Regions from separate parts of the Oryctolagus cuniculus genome. Here region 2 is linked to region 1. The links are chromatin contacts, called in public Hi-C maps. All regions are on one chromosome and are shown on one strand. Each heading gives the region's core, a stretch centred on a gene start, on an enhancer-like site or on the middle of the called end of the contact. The rest is flanking DNA. Distances are from core to core; before and after follow the strand shown.

Evidence for each region. A called contact is a pair of places that touch in the nucleus more often than the background predicts.
Region 2: a Hi-C map of embryonic fibroblasts shows a contact between it and region 1, with 2.1 times the contacts expected there. The contact joins the enhancer-like site here to the promoter of MC3R in region 1.

Annotation. Positions count from the first base shown.
Region 1 is chr11:5,341,692-5,349,134 of mOryCun1.1, reverse strand. It overlaps MC3R (melanocortin 3 receptor), which reads left to right and starts at 3,402. Exons shown (of 1, transcript XM_051832671.2): 1 at 3,402-6,288. The coding sequence starts at 3,860. The coding sequence ends at 4,831.
Region 2 is chr11:5,393,712-5,401,154 of mOryCun1.1, reverse strand. No RefSeq gene overlaps it. Among named protein-coding and RNA genes, the nearest start is that of MC3R, 52 kb to the right of the region's middle. Within about 2 kb of position 3,149, at least 1 of the 8 cell types and tissues checked has an H3K27ac peak or open chromatin away from gene starts, as enhancers often do.

The sequences.
Region 1 (7,443 bases), core at 2,153-4,652:
CACTTGGCACACGTGCAAGTCTGTCTCCCAGCATTCTCTCCAAAATATGGTATCTAACTGGGAAAATGGTATTGAAATCTCACTTTGATTTGCACTTCCCTGGATCCCCACAAGGTTTAACATCTTTTCATACATTTATCAGCCTTTTGCATTTTCCTCATTCAGTGAATTACTTAATATTCATATTTTTTGCCCAACCTTCTATGAGGCTATTCATCTTTTTCCTAATGGATTGAAAGTGGCCTCTGCATGTAGGAGACACGATATTTCTCCTGCAGCAGATGCTTTCTTGCTGTTTGTCTTCTGATTTTGCTAGGGTGCCTTCTTCTACTCTAAATTCTAGGTTGTCCATCCTGCTCAAGATCTCTCCACCTCGAGGTTTTGTAAGTATTCCGCATTTTCTTCTATTTCCGTGCATATGTCTTCTATTTCACAAACACCCACACTCGTTCACACACTAGCTGGTGGGTGGACCAACCACTTGCCCATTTGGAGTCTGTGCTTGTATGTGTAGAGGCAAGGGGACTGACTTGGTGTTTTCCAAGTTCATTCAACACATATGCAAAATCACATATGGTTCATATGCTAAACCATATTCCCAGGCACCACATTCCCACACCTGCTAAATTCTGCTTTTCACATTTTCCAGCTTAAAATGTCACCCACATTCTCTGTTACTTAGGAGGGAAATGGGAGTGCTGCCTGGTAGCTCCCTATCCCATTTTCCCTGAGTGAAGCAGTCTCTGATCTCCATGATGCTACCCCCTGAGTACCTCTGTCCACTCCTCTATGGACACCTTCCTGCTCCAGACCACCCTGTCTCACCCATCTTTGCCTCAACCACCACCCTGGGATCCCTGGCTTGTCCCCTATCAATACATTCCCCACTCTGCAAACAGAATCTTTCTAAAATGCAGACCCCATCTCACCCTGCCCTACCTAAGCATCTCCCATCACCCTCATTGCTTCCAGGGCATAGCCCACACCCCTGCAACCATTGATGCTGTCCCCCAGAAGCCAGGACTGCTCTCCTTTTAGTGAAATCTCATTTTTCAGATCGTATCTCCCAGTTCCATGCTGTGGCCAGAGATAACCATTTCCTGTGCTTCAGAATCTCCAAGTTTCCTCTTTAGTCAATCTCAAACCTAGCAAACCTCCTCGCTCATCTGTCAAAAATCAAAAAACACTTGTCCAGGTCCTACCCCTCCCTGCCCCAGTGTTCTGATTCAGCTGGGGGGTAGGTGAGGCATGGAGGGGCCAGTGCCAGGAGGCTTCCCCGCACCCATGGGCCAGGATGCTCTTTGCCTCCAGGTTGCAGGCGTATTACCCCCTCCCCGACCTGGAGCCTTCTTAAACCCCCTTCAGCCTCAGCCCGCATGCCAAACCCCAACAGATATCACCTCTTCTTCCTAGACGTTAAGCCAGGATCTCCTTCCTCCTGGAACTCCCCTTGACCCTGCAGGAGTAAGGCCCTCCCATGCCTCCCCATACCCTGGACAGCCCTGATTCAGGCACGCATCATGCTGTGATACTGTGTGACATGGACTGAGCTGATGAGGCAAGAGCAGAATTGGTGAGCGTGAACTCCAGTTTTAAAGGAAGTTCTGCTCTGAGTGAAAATGCTATTAACAGCATTGCATCTACAGAGGAAAATTAAAGGAGGTGGCACCTGCATCGTGGTGAAGTGGCTAAAGCCAGCGCCTGCGATGCCAGCATCCCATACGGACACCAGTTCGAGCCCCAGCTCCTCTACGTCTGGTTCAGCTCCCTGCTAATGGCCTGGAAAAGGCAGCAGAGAATGGCATAAGTGTCAGGGCCCCAGTCAACCACATGAGAGACGGGAGGAAGCTCCTGGCTATGGCCTGGTCCCACCCAAGCCACTGCAGCCACCTTCGGAGTGAACCAGCAGATGGAAGAACTATCTTTCTCTGTCTCTCTCCCTCTCCCTCTCTGTAACTCTATCAAATAAAATATAGTAAATCTTGAAAGGAAGGAAGGGAGGAAAGAAGGAGTGAGCGAGTCATTGGTGAGGCCAACTTCATTGTCTTATTTTAGGGAATACCCACAGCCACCCCAGCCTTCAGCAACCACTCCAAGACCCATCAGGAGCCACCACCACAAAGGCAAGACCCTCCATAGCAAAAAGATTATGACTCACAGGAGGCTCAAATGATTGTGATCATTTTTTAGCAATTAAGTATTTTTTTATTTGACAAGCAGAGTGGATAGTGAGAGAGAGAGACAGAGAGAAGGGTCTTCCTTTTCCATTGGTTCACCCCCAAAATGGTTGCTATGGCCGGCACACCGCGCCGATCCAAAGCCAGGAGCCAGGTGCTTCCTCCTGGTCTCCCATACAGGTGCAGGGTCCAAGCACTTGGGTCATCCTCCACTGCCTTCCCAGGCCACAGCAGAGAGCTGGACTGGAAGAGGAGCAACTGGGAAAGAATCCAGCGCCCCAACCAGGACTAGAACCCCGGGGTGTTAGCGCCGCAGGCAGAGGATTAGCCTAGTGAGATGCAGCACCAGCCAACAATTAAGTATTTTTAAGTTGGAGCCAGCGCTGTGGCTCAGCGGGTTAAAGCCCTGGCCTGAAGCACCGGCATCCCATATGGGTGACAATTCTAGTCCCAGTTGCTCCTCTTCCAATTCATCTCTCTCTCTACTGTGACCTTGGAACAGCAGTAGAGGATGGTCCAAGTCCTCGGGCCCCTGCATTCATGTGGGAGACCTGGAAGAAGCTCCTAGCTCCTGGCTTTGGATTGGCACAGCTCCGGCCATTGTGGCCATCTGGGGAGTGAACCATCAGATGGAAGACCTCTCTCTCTCTGTCTCTACCTATCTCTGTAACTCTGTCTTTCAAATAAATAAAATAAATCTTTTTTAAAAAGTATTTTTAAACTGAGATGTGTACATTTTTAGACAGACTACTATTCCATGCTTAATAGACTCCACTAGGGTGTCCAAAAAAAAAGCTTTTATATCGACTGGGAAACCGAAATCTTCATGTGGCTCTCTGTATTGCAACATCCCCTTTGCTGCAGTATCCTTGAGGCTTGCTTGCAACTGCTGACTTTGCTTCCACCCCAGACTGGGTTTGGGAAAGACTAGGAAAAGAAAGAGCAGCTGTCTTGCTCTGTCCTGTATTTCCTGCACCCAGCAGAGACCTGACACATAGTAGGTGCTCAATATGTGTCTATTAAAAAAAAGGGGGGGGGGCAACAAATGAATGAACAGAGGAACAGACAGATGCCTGTGGCCGGCTGTTTCCATGACAAATACAAACTACTCAGCGGCGCCAGCAAGACGGGGACGGGTCTGGCCTACAGAGGGCGCCAGCCTGCTTCCCAGTCTCTGCAGAGCCCAGCAGCCAGGAACCTGCTGTCACTCAGAGAGGTGCCTGATGCTCAGTGGTCATTTTGCTGCGCTGAAGATTAGGTAGGAGTTGTTTGCCCTCCGCCGATGTATAAAACCTGAGTGCTCTCCCCTCACTGCCAGTGACAGGCACCACATCTCTGGCTTGCTTTGGAAAGAACGGTAGCTGTAGCAACCAGTGACAGGCGGGGAAGCAAGGAAAGAAAGAGAGCGCTCGGGGGTCAGAGGGACAGAGAGCGGCTGATGAGAGTCTTTAATAAGCAGCTCCCCCAGGACAGAGGAAAGTTTCCCGCGTGTCTCCAAGTGGCTAACTTTCTGCCTCCCACCTTTCTTTCCCTTTTATTCTGGAGAACAACCTCTAACTCTGCTCTGGACAAGCATCCAAAAGAATTATCCGGAAGGAGATTTCCCCTTTCCTGCCAGCAGCCCCAGCAGGTTCCTGCAGACCGTGCAGCAGCCCCAGCTCGGAGCAGCCAGTCCGTGAGCAATGAATGCGTCGTGTGGCCTGCGTTCTGCCCACCTGACGCTGACCAACGGCTCAGAGCACCTGGCAGCCCCTTCCTTCGGCAACCAGAGCAGCAGCAGGTTCTGCGAGCAGGTCTTCATCAAGCCGGGGGTCTTCCTGGCCCTCGGCGTCCTCAGCCTGCTGGAAAACATCCTGGTGATCCTGGCCGTGGTCCGCAATGGCAACCTGCACTCGCCCATGTACTTCTTCCTCTGCAGTCTGGCGGCGGCTGACATGCTGGTGAGCGTGTCCAATGCCCTGGAGACCATCATGATCGGCGTGGTCAACAGCAACTACCTGACCTTCGAGGACCAGTTCCTCCAGCACATGGACAACGTCTTCGACTCCATGATCTGCATCTCCCTGGTGGCCTCCATCTGCAACCTCCTGGCCATCGCCGTCGATAGGTACGTCACCATTTTCTACGCACTCCGCTACCACAGCATCATGACCGTGCGGAAGGCCCTCACCTTGATCGTGGGCATCTGGGTCTGCTGTGGCGTCTGCGGCGTGGTCTTCATCGTCTACTCCGAGAGCAAGATGGTCATCGTGTGCCTCATCACCATGTTCTTTGCCATGATGCTGCTCATGGGCACCCTGTACGTGCACATGTTCCTCTTCGCCCGGCTGCACATCAAGCGCATCGCGGCTCTGCCACCCGCTGATGGGGTGGCCCCGCAGCAGCACTCATGTATGAAGGGGGCTGTCACCATCACCATCCTGTTGGGTGTCTTCATCTTCTGCTGGGCCCCCTTCTTCCTCCACCTGGTGCTCATTATCACCTGCCCCGCCAACCCTTACTGCATCTGCTACACGGCGCACTTCAACACCTACCTGGTTCTCATCATGTGCAACTCCGTCATCGACCCCCTCATTTACGCCTTCCACAGCCTGGAGCTGCGCAACACCTTCAAGGAGATCCTCTGTGGCTGCAACAGGATGAACCTGGGCTAGGGTGCCAGGGCCAGCGGAAGCGGTCACCAGCCTGGTCTCCTCTGACCCTCCAGCCAGCCCAGATGTTCAGGAAGGAAAAGGGGAGAGAAGTCTTGGAAGATGCAAACAACAGGTTCACAGCCATGATCATCCTTTAGTTTTTAAGCTGATGGGGAAAATAGGGCACGATAGGCTCTCCAATAGGACTCCAATGTGGGTAAGTCACACTGTCCTTTCCCAAACGGTCACTGCCCACGAGTCGGCGAAGCCTGCCCCGGGTGCTGTCTGCATGCATTCCCACCGGCCAGGGTCTGTGATGGCTGCCTGCCGCCTGCCCGCTGCCTGCCGCCTGCCCCCACACTCCTGTCTTCGTGCTTCAAGTCAGACCAGACTGGAGCACCCTCTTGAGCCACATGAGTGGCTCAAAACTCTCACAGCCTCCAGGGGTCAGCACTGTACACAGCTTTGCATTTAGTCCACGGGCAACTGCAGCTCTACTTGCCCATCTGTGAACAGGAAAGCGTTCTCCCAACACATGTAACCCTTGGCAAAGGCGGCCACGCTGTGTTGTTCTCACTTCGTACCCCGACGCCCCCCACCAGCCTCCCCTCCAGCCTGTAGATGAGTCAATTCTATGCTGCTGTGCTTTAAGTCTAAGGCAGCCTTCAAAATTCCAACAAAAGACAAAGTGCTTTGGATTATCAGAGTATGTCTGTGTTCTTGGATTTTAAAACCTTGCTATCTCACGATGTACCTCTTTTTATTTTATTGTAAAATATGACTTCTAATATTCCTTTTCTGCTTTTAAAACGAGAGGGAACTGTGGGTGGCAGGACCACAAGAAATTGCTTTACGGTCTTTCAAATAGTTTGAGGAATTGCGAAATTGACTGGGTGCCATTCCTGGGAACTGTTTATTTGCTTGTAATGATCATGTCACTGTCACATGACCTCTTGCACATCGTCTGTGAATGAGAATGGTTTGTGGCTCACCGCTCCTTTTGTGTGACTAGGTGTTAAAGCCGGGAGCCCCATTATCAATGCTTGTGCCTGGTCACGTGATGCGATCCACTCCTGAGAGCACCGAGGGAGACTGCCTGAGTGGGACTCACATTCGCCAGCTCTAGCCCTGCCTGGGTAACTACAGTTTGTAACTTCTGGGTTCCTCACATTGCCCCCCATCCTGGACTTCAGTGTTATGTAGTATCTTTGGTGTGCAGTTATGTGCTTTTCTGGAAAATATTGTGGCTTTTTTGTACTTGGAGATTTTCTGCTAATATAAGCAAAATGATTTGTTTTTTGCTTTGATTGTGAAATTTGGAAATAATAAAAGGCTTCTGTGACTGCTGAATGTGTCTGACACTGAAATGTGGCACCTGGAGTCCCGCTGGTGGCTTCTGCACATGGCCGGTGTGCATTGTGTGCACTTATGGTGCTGTTTTGCAAATGGAGTGGAAGTCCCATTGGTCACGATGACGGTCTTTTCTAGGGCAATGCTTTTTAGCAAACTGCAACACTCTCCCATTCAGTGTCCAAAACTACCAGGCTTGTGGCTCCTGGACCAGTCATTCCCACTGTTTTAACCAGGACAGCAACTAACATGACTCATCCATCTCCACTCGGCAAGTAAATGTGGAAAACAGGGAGCTGAATTCTTTGAAAATTATGTTAACAGCTATAGGAATTATGATGTCCTTTTGCTACATAAACAAGATAAAAATAACTTATTCTTGACTCCCATGTGAGTTTTCACATTTTGTCCTGTCAACACACCTCTAAAATAGGTGAGTCATTTTCACGGGAGAAATTCCATCCTGGGGGTGATGTCACTGTCCAAGAATGTCCAGCTGAGACGCACAGGACAGTCTGCTTCCTGATACTGATTTCCTTCCTTCTGCACCAAACCTGCTGCTGCCCACAGCTTTCCATGATCAGTGAGGACCAGCCTCCTGCCCTGTACATTTTAGCTCACTATGAGCTAAGAGAGGTCGCCTGCGAGGATCACCTGGGGCTCTGTTCGAGTGCAGAATCTAAGTCAGCAGGTTGGACTCAGAGGAGCCCCCTGGCGATGTGGCTGCAGCTGTAGACCACCTTTTAAAGAGAAGGGATTTAACGGGACTCCAAACGGGCCCGATGTGTAGCCCAAGTACTCATCTATCTGCACAGAGTGCTGGTCCCAGATCGTGCTAAGTACTCACATTGCTTGGAACTCCACAAGGTACCCAACAAGGTCTACCCCTTGTATTATCTTTGCTTTACAGATGAGATGTTTGAAACTCAGCGGGCTTAAGGAGCTGTCTGTGGAAATTCAATCAGCCAAGTGGAGAAGTAGAGATTCAAACTCAGGCAGGCCAACCCACACTCTCACATCCAACCCCAGCATCCCTAGTGCCTCTGGTGGAAGCAGTGTGGACAGTGCAGCTGGTGACATGGAGGGGTGTGCTACTGTTGGGGAAAGACTCTGATGCAAGTTCCTGCCAGAGTTTCCAGGGAGCCAGCATGAAAATAATCAAGGGGCACAATTATTTTGCTTGCTCTGCCTTTCCAAAGACTGGTACCAGTGGCCCTGAAGAGTGCGTCGAAGGGGTAAGTCACAGTCCACGGATGCCTTTTCCTGGCACCCACATCTCAGGT
Region 2 (7,443 bases), core at 1,900-4,399, 52 kb before region 1:
ACCCCATGAAAATACGCAAGCATTGCATGTTAATTAAAAATTTTTGAAAATAAAATAAATTTTGGGCCGGCGCCGCGGCTCACTAGGCTAATCCTCCACCTAGCGGCGCCGGCACACCAGGTTCTAGTCCCGGTCGGGGCGCTGGATTCTGTCCCGGTTGCCCCTCTTCCAGGCCAGCTCTCTGCTGTGGCCAGGGAGGGCAGTGGAGGATGGCCCAAGTGCTTGGGCCCTGCACCCCACGGGAGACCAGGAAAAGCACCTGGCTCCTGGCTTCTGCCATCAGATCAGCGCGGTGCGCTGGCCACAGCGCGCCAGCTGCGGCGGCCATTGGAGGGTGAACCAACGGCAAAGGAAGACCTTTCTCTCTGTCTCTCTCTCTCACTGTCCACTCTGCCTGTCAAAAAATAAAAAATAAAAAAAAATAAATTTTGAGACTGGCACTGAGGTGCAGTGGATTAATGCCCTGCCCTGAAACACTGGCATCCCATATGGGCGCCAGTTTGAAACTCAGCTGCTCTACTTTCAATCCAGCTCTCTGCTGTGGCCTGGGAAATCAGTGGAAGATGGCCCAAGTCATTGGGCCCCTGTACCTGCATGGGAGACCCAGATGAAGCTCCTGGTTCTTGGCTTCAGATCAACGCAGCTCCAGCCATTGTGGCCAATTGGGGAGTGAACCAATGGATGGAAGACACCTCTGTCTCTCTCTGCCTCTCCTCTCTTGGTGTAACTCTGACTTTCAAATAAATAAATAAATCTTTTTTAAAAAAGAGAAAAGAAAGAAATTTTTAAAAGTTCATAAAAATGAGGTTATTTTGGTACAAAAAAAATCTTAACATCCACGCATAATTTTTATAATACACATTTTCCATGTACTACAAAAAATTTGCAATAAAAATTCGTGTACCAAAATTAACTCATTTCATACTCTTAATTCCCAGTTTTCCATGAACATTTTAATGAAGCCTCATAAGTCCCATCCACTGGGGGCCCAGGATCTCATTTTGAATGGCACTATTATTACTGTCAACAAAACACCAAGTATGTGAACATCATGATTTTGACAGCATAATTAACAGTTTGGCTGAAAAGAAGGCAAAAATAAATTTTGTGGCACAAATATAATTTGTGGATGGCAATCATTGTCACTCTATTACTTAATCCTTGAAGCATTGGCAGCCCATCAAGAGAACATTCAGATATGTACAATAATAGAATTTCAACATCTTTAATAACTGGCCAACTTGGTCATGCATAAGCTAAGGTTTTGTTTACATGATTGAATATTAGTTTTTATTTGTTGATATTTGTTGATACAAAGGTATATATGTCAAGACAGCCAGACAGACCTTATTTTCTTTAGCAGTGATTACCCTGCCTCACAAATTTCAAATACTTACACACTGAGTTGCCGGGCCTCCATCTGGGCCTGGATGCCACAAAGTGAGCTGTGGGTCTGCACACAAACCCACAGAGGAATCTTGGGCAAAGCTTGCGTCTGAGGAATGTTATTTTATCGGTAGCCGTGGCTAGCCTCCAAAGACTGCATAACAGTGTTGAGCCCTTACACCTAAACCCACTCGCTGGCCCTCTGCCCAGTAACTGAAGGACACCGAGCCTTTTAATGCCTGAATATGAAGCACCAGAAACCACAGGGCAGCCAGAGAGTGAAGCATAAGACAGAGGCTAAGAAGAAAGCCCTGTAATCAGGGGCAATCAGGAGTCTCCAGGATGTCAAGGGCACCCCTCTGGGCTCAATCCCCTGAATCCCTGGTGCTCTCTCTCCCTGAGCCAAGGCTAAGGAGAGAACAGGCCAAACCCCCAACCACCTCCTTGCTTCAGAGCTGCCTCAGAGCTCTCCATGCACAAAAGCAGCCAAGCTGAGACCTGACATTCTCCTTGCTGCCCCTGTCTTCACACTTGGGCTGCTGGTGGCTCATGGGGCCACCGCCTGTCAGAGAGGGAAGACACTGGATCTTGATCTGTCCCCAGCAAGGGAGACGTGTGCGTCTCAGAGACAGATGACCTCACTGTCACCATAAACACCTTGCCTCCTTTTTATTTATTTAATAAACTTTCTCCTTCTAGAAAAAAGAAATCCAGAATCAAGCTTACACACCTCAAGTGGAAGGAAGAATGCAAGGCTCTGGGAGCAATGCTGAAGATCTTACACTCTACAAACAAGCAGAAGGCAGCCACTTCCCTGAGCATAAAACCAAGGACCCCAGCCAGAAATCAGGCTCCAGGCAGTCACTGAGAGACCAAAACTGTTCTCCCCCAGTGGAGAATCCCCCTAATTCCTGTCCTTTGGTCACCTTGGTACATGCTCCAGGACATAGCTGTTTTCATTGGACATTCAAATAAATGTCATTCGTACCTCCAGACAGACCCAGAGCAGAAACATCTTACAGCTATTTGTCCCAGAGGAGAGAAATGTCTGCCCCATGTGTCATATGAGCCTACAAAATCATTTGGCTGGCCTTGCCAAAGCAAATGCAGGCAGGACTTGAAATTCACTCACACAATAGCAGGCTAATTTTTAAGGTGATAATTTTGTATGGCCACGAGTGACACTGTAAATATCTAAGCAACCTTTGGTGGAAAAAAAGTTTTCCCACCCCAATGGATAAGAGTCTAGCCAGATAGGGATGCTGACATCTATCCATCAGTGAGTTCAGCATGAGCAGAAACAGTCTAGTCAAGGGAGCCACGGGTACCGCAAACAGCCAACTTGGATGCCCTCCTTCCTCACAGCTAGCCTATTCTGCTACATTTATGATTTTCCACCCTGATCATCAAGGGAAAAGCTTTCAAATAACATCCAGGATACAAAATGAGCAGGCACCATACCCTCAAAATTCAGGGTAACAAGGAAGTCTTTTGGGAAATGTCACAGATATTTAACTTCCAAACACCCAGGTAGACAATGCTGAACAATGACAGAAAACTGAAATGATGGTGGAGATGAGGAGAAGTTGCTCATTGCCATGGAATCCCATTTCACTCTTTCTCATTCAATAGTCTCAGCAAAGGCATTTCTATTGTTGGGTTTCAGAAACCTTTCCAAGCTCCCCCACTCAGTGCTGACAGATGCATGATCTGAGCTCAGTGTACCTTCTGGAAGATAACACTCGATTGTTCGGATGTAACATGACTCATTTCTGCCCTTGGCCTCATCTGCCAGAAATGCGCTTGCATAACACTTCTTCTAGTTGAGACAGGGAGAAGTAATTTAACCTCCAATGCTGTGAGTCTAACTGCAGTCACTCCAACATTCATACGGAGAAGTTGATGGGGCAATTGTTCTAGGGATATTATTTGATGGTTAAAAACACAGGCTTTGCTGTCTGCACCTTAATGTTTACTGCAGCTCAATTCACAATAGCTAAGACCTGGAACCAACCCAAATGCCCATCAACAGCAGAATGGATAAAGAAATTATGGGACATGTACCCTATAGAATACTATACAGTAGTAAAAAAAAATGAAATCCAGTCATTTGCAACAAAATGGAGGAATCTGGAACACATCATGCTGAGTGAAATAAGCCAGTCCCAAAGGGACAAATATCATATGTTCTCCCTGATCGGTGACAACTAACCGAGCACCAAAAAGGAAACATGTTAAAGTGAAATGGACACTATGAGATACAGTGACTTGATCAGCCCTTGTCCTGACTGTTGATGAACAACTTAATACTTTATCCCTTTTAGTATTTTTTGTTCTGCTTAATACTATTGGTTGAACTCTGTAATTAACACATAATTATTCTTAAGTGTTGAAAAGTGATCTCTGTTAAATATAAGAGTGGGAATAAGAGAGGAAGGAGATGTACAGTTTGAGACATGCTCAAGCAGACTTGCCCCAAATGGTAGAGTTAGAAACATGCCAGGGGATTCTAATTCAATCCCATCAAGGTGGCATGTACCAATGCCATCTCACTAGTCCAGGGGATCAATTTCAGTTCACAATTGATCATAATGACAGGACTAAGAGTCAAAGGGATCACATAAACAAGAATAGTGTCTGCTAATACTAACTGATAGAATAAAAAAGGGAGAAAATGACCCAACATGGGAAGCAGGATACACAGCAGGCAGACTCATAGAATGGCAGATGTCCTAAACAGCACTCTGGTCTCAGAATCAGCCCTTAAGGCATTCGAATCTGGCTGAAGAGCCCATGAGAGTATTTTAGGCATGGAAGGCCAAGACACTGTGGCAAAAAAAACCAAACAAACCTATATATGAAAGATCTCTGTGAGTGAGATACCAGTGGAAAGAACAGGCCATCAAAGAAGGAGGTACTTTTCTCTGAAGGGAGGAGAGAACTTCCACTTTGACTATGACCCTGTCTAAAAAAGATCAGAGTCGGTGAACTCAAAAGGCTTCCATAGCCTTGGCAACTCATGACAAAAGCCTAGGGTGATTACTGACGCCATAAACAAGAGTGTCAATTGGTTAAGTCAACAACAGGAGTCATTGTACACTTACTCCTCATGTAGGATCTCTGTCCTTAATGTGTTGTACAATGTGAATTAATGCTATAACTAGTACTCAAACAGTATTTTACATTTTGTGTTTCTGTGTAGGTACAAACTGTTGAAATCTTTACTTAATATATGCTAAATTGATCTTATGTATATAAAGATAATTGAAAATGAATCTTGATGTGAATGGGATGGGAGCGGGAGATGGGAGGGTTGCGGGTGGGAGGGAAGTTATGGGGGGAGGAAGCCATTGTAATCCATAAACTGTACTTTGGAAATTTATATTTATTAAATAAAAGTTAAAAAAAAAACCAGGCTTTGGAGTCAGACGTATGAGGTCAATCTCAACATGTCCTGTGATTTCGGTTAAGTTATTTACTCTCACTTCTCATACCTGACAAAATTAATAACAATATTCCACTGTAACTAACTGAAAGGCTGAAAGATGCCTGATGTTTTTACACCTTGAGTGTGCAACACAGATCTCTCAGCCTCCATTAAATGAGAATCATAAATCATATCTCATAATTAAACAAAGTAGCTTTGGCAAGTGTGGAGTGTCTTCCTCTGCTTTACTCACAGGTAAACAAGGAGGTGGAGGCCAGGATTCAGAAAACAGAAAAGCACAGAACCTTTGAGACCCTCTCAAGGCCATCACTTCCCAAGATGCTAGAACCCAGAGCTATTCACTGGGGATGAAAGACAGCGATTGGTGTCAGAAGTTCCAGACCTCCCAGAGGAGAACACCCCAGGAGCAGGACCAGCTGACCCTGCTTTAAGCCCTCCATCAAGACAGCAAGACTCATAACTCTGTATAGCCTGCAACTGATGTTATAAATAGCCAAACGGCCCTTTGAAGAAACAAGGCTAAGCAGAATATCCTTCTGAGCTTTGCTGTGCTGAACTTCTGACTTACAGCAGGACAACAGGACATTGTCTCCACTGTTACCATCCAGCTACAAGCCACCATCATCATCACCTATATGACGGGGAGGGTTTCCTTGCTGTTCTCTCTGCTGTTTCCTGGCCCACTCTTCAATCCACTTTTTTTTTAAGATTTATTTATTTGGAAGTCAGAGTTACACAGAGAGAGGAGAGGCAGAGAGAGAGAGAGAGAGAGAGAGAGAGGTCTTCCATCCACTGGTTCACTCCCCAATTGGCCACAACAGCCAGAGCTGTGCCAATCCAAAGCCAGGAGCCAGGAGCTTCTTCAGGGGCCCAAGGACTTGGGCCATCTTCTATTACTTTCCCAGGCTATGGCAGAGAGATGGATTGGAAGTAGAGCAGCCAGGACTAGAACCGGTGCCCATATGGGATGCCGGCACTGCAGGTGGTGGCTTTACCCACTACACCACAGCACCAGCCCCTCAATCAATTCTTAACACTGAACACTCCTTTTTGAAGCTTAAATCAGACTATGTCACTTGTCTGCTCAGAATCCTGAGGTAACTCTCCACCTCACTAGAGTAAATGCCAAAATCTATACACTGGCCTTAACCTGTCCCCATCTTCCCCATTCTTTTACTCCCAATTCCAATTCTTCTTCCTTTTGTTCATTTCACTTACACTCCCTGGCATTATTGCTGTCCCTTCAGTATGCTGGGCTCTGCTATTCCCCCAAACGTCCCCCCTCCACTGCTATGTTTTCCTCTGCAATACTTATCTATACTTTTTATCTACTTGTTATGCTTGTTGTCTACCTCTAAAATGCTAGTGCTACAAGAGTGGGCAACATTGCTTCGTTACTGAAACATCCCAGGAGACTAGAACAGCGCTAGACCTTGAATGAATGAATGGTAATCTGTTGTCTATTCATGAGTTTAAGTGTTTGTGTGGGAAGAAGAGGTTTCTTTACAGCTTTGTAGCTCACGCTGGACAGTAATCCAGCCCAGACCCCCTGGCCAGTGACTGGGCTCTGGGAAACTAAGTGCAAATGCAAAGACTGGGAGCCTAAACATAGAACATGGTGATGAAACAAGGTGAGGACCACAAGGGCACATCCCACAGTATGTCTACCAAACTGCACCAGGCCTGTCTTCAACAGAGACACCATGTGGCAGCTAAAAGCAAGTACAATGGAGGACTGCTCTGACTACAGTTCTGCCTCCTTTGACTTAAGTTTCGTGAGCACATTGACAATGATAGGGAGGTACAGAGAGGGAGAAATGTCGATGGAAGGTGCTATAGCTACTACTAATGAGCCACTATGGGAGCTCATACAACTAAGGAGAATAACGGAGACACAAAGCACATGCAGGCTAAACTAGTGGAATGAATAATACCAATTCATATGAAAAGCACATAACATGGGAACTGGTATCGTGAGAGGGCTCTCAATGGCAACCATCCTTCAGAAGGGAGGAAGTGAAGGAGCAGGAGAATTAAATTCCATCTGTAGTGGGTTGAGTGGTGGCCCCCCCAAAAGATATGTCCATATCCTAACCCCTAAAATCTATGAGCATGGCTTTATGTGGGAAAAGAATCTTTAAAGATGTAATTAAGTTAAAGAGGCTGAGAAGAGTTCATCCTGAAGTATGATCCTGGCTTGGCCCTAACTCCACTGACAGTCGTCTTTGTTGGGGACAAATGCAGAGCGGAGACATGGCCTCATGAAGGCAGAGGAGACCAGAGTGACGCCGACCAAGAACAGCTGGAGCACCAGTAGCTGAAAGGGACGGGGAAGGGGTCTCCACTTGAGCTTCAAAGGGAGCGTGGCCCTGCCCACACTTGCTCCAGACCAACCTCCACAACAAGGAAAGAATAAATTTCTGCTGCTCTAAGCTGCCCAGTTGGTGGGAGTTTATTACTGCCACTCTAGGAAACTCACACACAATCCAGTACAGATCTCACATGAACAGGGGCAAGAGTGGGTATTATGAGGTAAGGGAGTTGCTTATTTGAGGGGCTAATGAAGCTGCCCCAGCACTGTTTATAACCAGCATTGACCACACAGAATT